Linked DNA regions of Zea mays: region 1 is linked to region 2. The links are chromatin contacts, called in public Hi-C maps. All regions are on one chromosome and are shown on one strand. The core of a region is the stretch at or near the end of the contact, and the rest is flanking DNA. Distances in the headings are between cores, read along the strand shown. Region 1 holds the start of LOC103646324. Region 2 holds the start of LOC109943987 (polygalacturonase inhibitor).

Evidence for each region. A called contact is a pair of places that touch in the nucleus more often than the background predicts.
Region 1: a Hi-C map of tassel shows a contact between it and region 2, with 5 times the contacts expected there. The contact joins the promoter of LOC103646324 here to the promoter of LOC109943987 in region 2. A contact is called at or near these places in 13 of 25 Hi-C or Micro-C datasets (bundle sheath, ear, endosperm and 5 more) and 1 of 3 datasets of contacts at active chromatin or transcription factors (leaf).

What each region holds. Positions count from the first base shown.
Region 1 is chr2:40,120,855-40,123,741 of Zm-B73-REFERENCE-NAM-5.0, forward strand. It overlaps LOC103646324, which reads left to right and starts at 1,378. Exons shown (of 7, transcript XM_020548271.2): 1 at 1,378-1,639; 2 at 1,718-1,920; 3 at 2,061-2,502; 4 at 2,581-2,887. The coding sequence starts at 1,438.
Region 2 is chr2:39,915,430-39,918,556 of Zm-B73-REFERENCE-NAM-5.0, forward strand. It overlaps LOC109943987 (polygalacturonase inhibitor), which reads left to right and starts at 1,377. Exons shown (of 1, transcript XM_020548269.2): 1 at 1,377-2,669. The coding sequence starts at 1,383. The coding sequence ends at 2,444.

The DNA of each region.
Region 1 (2,887 bases), core at 128-2,627, 210 kb after region 2:
TATGCCCGCCCGTCCCCTTGGCCGTAACTCCGCGACCGCGAGGTCGCTATCGCCTCCGGGTCACGGCGCGACCCGCGTCCCCTTGTCGCGACGCCCTTGGCGCCGCGGGAGAATCTGGGCGTGCTTAAATACTCCGCCCTGAGGTCACCCCGCCATGCCACCACCCGGAGGGACAACTTGGACCCGGACGACTCCCTTTCCCTAACCGGGTCTTGCCATTTGGCGCCAACCGCCCGCGCTTCCTCGCCACCCGGGGTGCTGGGTGCACCCGCCGCCTGGAGCCCGGAGGAGAGGTACGGCTCAGTCCCCGCTCTTCCGCTCTGGACGAGACACACGACCCTGCTCCATCCTCTTTGCTATATTTGCTTTAGCAATATAGCATTGTGCTTCCTCCGTGAGCCTGTCTGGATGCTTGCTCGCTTTTGCTCTGGCACCTGGGGATGCGATCGCAGGTGCCTTTTATCACATGGCTTCTAGGAGTATTCTTAATTTTGCCCAGTAAGTATTTCATCTCATTTTTAAGACTTATTCTGGGTTTATTTAATTTTTACAATATTTTTATCATCTGGGATCGAGACTGTACTTGGCTCGTCGTTGCAAATATTCGATCCCATAGTAATGTGATATGCAAATGCTGTACAACAGTACATGGCATTTGTGACACCTTGTTCAGTTCTTTCCTGTTATTCCTCCCTGGCGGTCTGTTTGGCTAGTAAAATATCGTTGAATCGAATCTGAGTAAAGCTATTTCTTGATGGAGGTGTCTGAATAGAGATGAGCGTGGAATATTTAGTCAGAACAACACCATGGTTAGGTTCATATTTGGTATGGCTACACGTGTCAAATAAGTACGCCGAGTTCAATTCCATTTTATGTCTTCTTCTACAATGCCGAGCCACCTTGAAAAGCCCTAGACTAATTGCGCCACATTGATATGAGCTAGTACATTATGGAGCTTGATGTTATTTTTTATAGTACAATTTGCTGACCTATATGATATATCTGCCTGTTACTTTGGCTTCATGGTCTGCATGCAGTATATGGCCAAATAGGTTTCTCATCTTGCTATTCATCATGTCATATTAAAGTGACACCACAACCACTTCGCAAAAAAATATCTAGTAATTACATGTTAGCCAACAGGCTAATGCTCTAATCATTAACATTTCTATTTTCTAATTAGTATCATTTCATATGAGGAAGCAAAACTACAACCTCCTAGTGGCTACTTGATATGTTAATTACGATAGTAGCTGACATATCCTTAAGTTGTAGTTTGGAAAAAAAATAATTAGTTAAGAGCATGGCAAGTTAGGTTCTCCAAATTTCCTTGGTTCACTTGTGGATGCCACAAAAATGAATGTCCAAAGGTGCTAACAGAGCTTTTTCTTCATATAAATTCAGCAGGTGATTATCCAGATCGGCAATAGATCAAATATGGATCCAGGAAAATCAATAGATGATAAATTCAGCAAGTTGCATCCAAGTTTTCCAGTAGACACCAGAATTGGCATAGTTGGAGCAGGGCCAAGCGGCTTATCAGCAGCATATGCACTAGCTAAGCTAGGGTATCACAATGTAACCGTGTTTGAGAGATGTCATAATGTTTCAGGGATGTGCGAGTCCATTGATATCGAGGGTGAGGAACTTGACTAATGCACTCTTGTTCAATTGTTTTGACATCTGTGTATTTATTATCATTGACATTGTTATTCAGGAAGGACATATGATCTGGGAGGACAAGTTATAGCAGCAAACAGTGCCCCTGTTATAACTCATCTGGCAAAGGAACTAGGTTCTGAATTTGAAGACATGGATACACACAAGCTTGCTCTTATTGACAGCCAAACAGGAAACATTCGAGATCTTGAAGTTGCTGAGGACTATGTATCCATGGTTTCTCTAACGCTAAAATTACAGGCAAGTTTTTTCTAGAATAATTTGGACTACTTATAAAGTGATCAAAAGGAATACGATTTTCAGTAATAATAACTAATGGTTTGGTCTACTTCGCACTTCTTTCTGTTGCTTACATGTATGTTCTTTGGTACTTCTTATAGGATGAGGCAAATAGGTCTGGAGGAGTGGGAATTCATGCAGTCAGTGGATTGGCCTCAGATCCAACTCTTGACTTTTTGATGCAACATGGAATAAGTTCAATGCCAAAATCTGTAGTATATGGTTACACTGCTTCTGGCTATGGTTTTGTTCAAGACATGCCCTATGCTTTCATACATGAGTTTACTAGAACCTCTATGGCTGGCAAGATCCGACGTTTCAAGCATGGTTACATGAGTCTGTGGGATAAACTTAGTCAGTCATTACCATTTGAAGTTCTTTGTGGCACGGAGGTTCTCAGAGTCAAGCGTAACAACTGTGTCGCAAGTGTAATTATCAAGAACAACAATGATGATGTAGAAGTTAGGGAGTTTGACAAAATTATATTGTCAGGGGCTCTTCCTTTCAAAAATGGGAAAACATATCGTTCTTTAAGTATGACTGGTAAGTATGATTTAAATTCACCTTTTGTTTGATTGAAGCTGGTACTCCAGCCATCTGAATATATATGCTATTTATCAGATGGAGAAAATGAAGTGGTAGAACTGAATGATCTTGAAAGAGAGCTATTCAGTAAGGTACAGACAATTGACTACTATACTACTGTTGTTAAGATTGAAGGATTTGAGCACATACCAAAGGGCTTTTTCTACTTCGGGGAATACATGGAGGATCCAACAACAGTAGGACATCCAGTGGCAATGCAAAGATTCTTTGCTGACACAAATATTTTCTTGTTCTGGTCTTATGGAAATTCAGCGGACATCAAGGAGTCATATGTGGCTAAATGTGTAACCAATGTTGTGACATCTATGGGAGGAACTGTCCA
Region 2 (3,127 bases), core at 127-2,626:
ACCTCTGTTGCCAAGATGACGCCATAGTCCTTGATATAGTAGTCGTCGAACGCGCACGACATGACGAGTACCGATGACTCTTGGCTGAGCTGCCAAACGAAGTGCATCCCGGGCTCATCAGCGAGGTAGTACACCTAGCCGTTGCACCACCGGATGTGCTACTCCTCTGCATAAATCTTGTTCGAGGATACTCACACAACGTCAGCAACGGTCGTCGTCCCAGCGCACAAGAATTCATGGTCAGTCAGTAGTGACTTACGTGGGAGGTTGAGCTTCAGATGGATGATGAGCTGGACGGTGTGACGACGCAGTTGTCGGATGCGGTGCCCAGAACAACCCGAGAGTCGTCGGCGTTGGCGACGACCATGAGGTTCCCCTATTTGAAGATGGACAGCGCGGTGCAGCCGCTCTGGACCGCGTCCAAGCGGCGGCTGCGGCGGAGCTTGCCGAACACAGCGACGCATGCGGCCACGTAGTACTGCTTCCAGAGGTCAAACTGGCAGTCGCCAAGCTTCTTCTCGTCGTCGATGAGCGACGCCAACGCGAGCGCCTCCTGCCAGTGGTGTTTATTCGGGGTTTCCAAGTAAGAAACATGGATTCATCTTTGGTGTTGGTTTATGAAAATGACTCAAAGATCAGATCCATGGAAAAATTATTACGGAGAATAAATGTCACACATATAAAAAAGAATTTAAGTTGAAAACATTATTCAAACAAAAGAAATTGCATGCAAGGCTCTTTTTTAAATACTACTCCCTCCATCCAAAAATATAATTTAGGAATCTCGTTGATAATTATCTACTAGCAAAGGTAGCAGGTGAGCTTTGGGAGAGATGTAGTAGATATTTTTATTATAACAGATATTGACATAAACACACATGTGGTGTAGTTGTAGCTACCACTGGCAGAACACTGAATGGCAGCAGGGAATGGGAAACACCAGAACCACTAATAAAAATGGACCAAGATCTATTTTCCTTACCATCTTACCCTTTTTGATGACAACATAATCAATACAGTAGCAAACAAGAATTAATATAAACTAGAGGTCTGGAGACCTAGAGTGTATGGAATTTAGTCCCTAGCATGGAGGACTTGGAGACCTAGAGGGTCTCGGAGTTTGATCCCCTAGACTTAAAAACAGTTGCTTTGTCAACTAAACTGACCTGCGCCAAACATGCACCTCATGAGGCAAGCTAGCTGGTCCTATCGCTACGAGAATATAGGTTCCGCTGTTGCACGAGTGCATCTAAAGCATCCATCCACGTTCTCTTCCCTTGCGGATTCATCAAACCATGACTCAGAAATCCTTGACCAAAACCCGACTTCAAGACCACTTCACTACTAGAGTTGACCTCATCGCTTACATATCCCACTCATGCATGGCAGTGCGCATGATCACTCACGCAACTATCAGATTCAGACTGCACGCCATGGCAAGCAACACAGCTGCTCTCCTCCTCCTGCTGCTGCTATCTTTCCAGCTCATCGCCATGTCGCTGTCTCAAACTCAGCTGTCCACTCAGGACCTCCCGGCTCTTATCAAGATCAGGCAGCAGCTCGGCAACCCGGACGCGCTCGCGGGATGGCGGCCCGACTCGCTCTGCTGGGGGTGGTGGCCCGCGGCCTGCAACGAGCAGGGCCGCGTCACCAAGCTCTTCCTCGAGCGACTCAACATCACGTCCACGCTCCCGCCGGCCATCGGCGAGCTCGACCAGCTGGAGACGCTCAGCATCATCGAGATGCCGGGCCTGGGCGGGCGCATCCCGGACTCCTTCTGCAACCTCCGGCACCTCTCACTATTCAACCTCATGGTCACCTCCGTGTCGGGCCCCATCCCGGCGTGCCTCTCCCGCACCAACCTCACCTCCGCCAGCTTCTTCCGCAGCAAGCTCAACGGCATCATCCCCGGGTCGCTCTGGAAGCTCCCGTACTTCACCTACTTCAACGCCGCCTACAACAACCTCGTCGGGCCCATCCCGCCGCTGCTGGTGCACGGCGGCACGCCCGACCGGCCGCTGGGCCTGATGCTGGACGGCAACCGGCTCAGCGGGCCTATCCCCTGGACGTTCGCGCTCGAGAGGCACCTGCTGCAGTTCAGGGTGGCCAACAACAAGCTCACCGGCGACCCGTCGTTCCTCTTCGGGCGGCGCAAGACGGTGACCGGCACCATCGACCTGTCCGGGAACAATTTCCGGTTCAACCTCACCGGCGTGGAGATGCCCATGCAGCTGTCTTTCCTGAACCTGAGCCACAACCGGATCTACGGCGGCGTGCCGGTGTCGCTCCGGGACACCAGGGTGGCGGTGCTGGACCTCAGCTACAACGACCTCTGCGGGAAGATACCTACCGGCGGGCATATGGTGCAGTTCAAGGCGGCGGCGTACGAGCACAACAAGTGCCTCTGTGGGACACCGCTGCCACCCTGCGCGAACGGCCGCTGAGATGAAGATGTCCCTTAGATCCTCTGGGCTGTGGGATTAACATGCATTAGAGGCTAAGATAAATAGGTAATGTTGGTCCCCTCGGTAAAAATAGTACCACTGTTATCTTTTAGTTACCAGTCAAATCTGTGTCTGGGCAAATCCAATAGGTTTGGCCCAATTAATCTTCGTAATGGTGTACGTCTGAAGCAAATAATGGAAAAGCGGTGGCGTGGTTATTTTTATTTTATCCTAAAAACATAAGTATATTAAAAAAGATATCCTAAACTAAATTATTCGAAACTATAGCATATTTAAATCATGCAACACCTCGTGCGACTGTTAACCTTGATCATCTCTACTACATAAAACGTTGGTCATGCCATACCTTTAGGGTTTGTTTGGGAGCAAGTGAAATGGAGAGAATTGAGGGGCTATAGTCCCTTGTTATTCAAAATTGAATAGCAAGGCATTATAGCCCTCTCAATTCTCTTTATTCCACTTACTCCCAAACAAGCCTTACTCACTGTCCTCCACATAATGGGCGAGCACAATAGACCCGAGCAACCCACGTGCCGCACTTTCCTAATCTCGTCGGCTGCATCCTCCCATTACTAAGATTTGAAGTTATGGATCTTGATAGAAGACAAGACCCTGATCTTCCGTGACTTGATTGTATAGAGATCTCGACGTTGATGATCCAA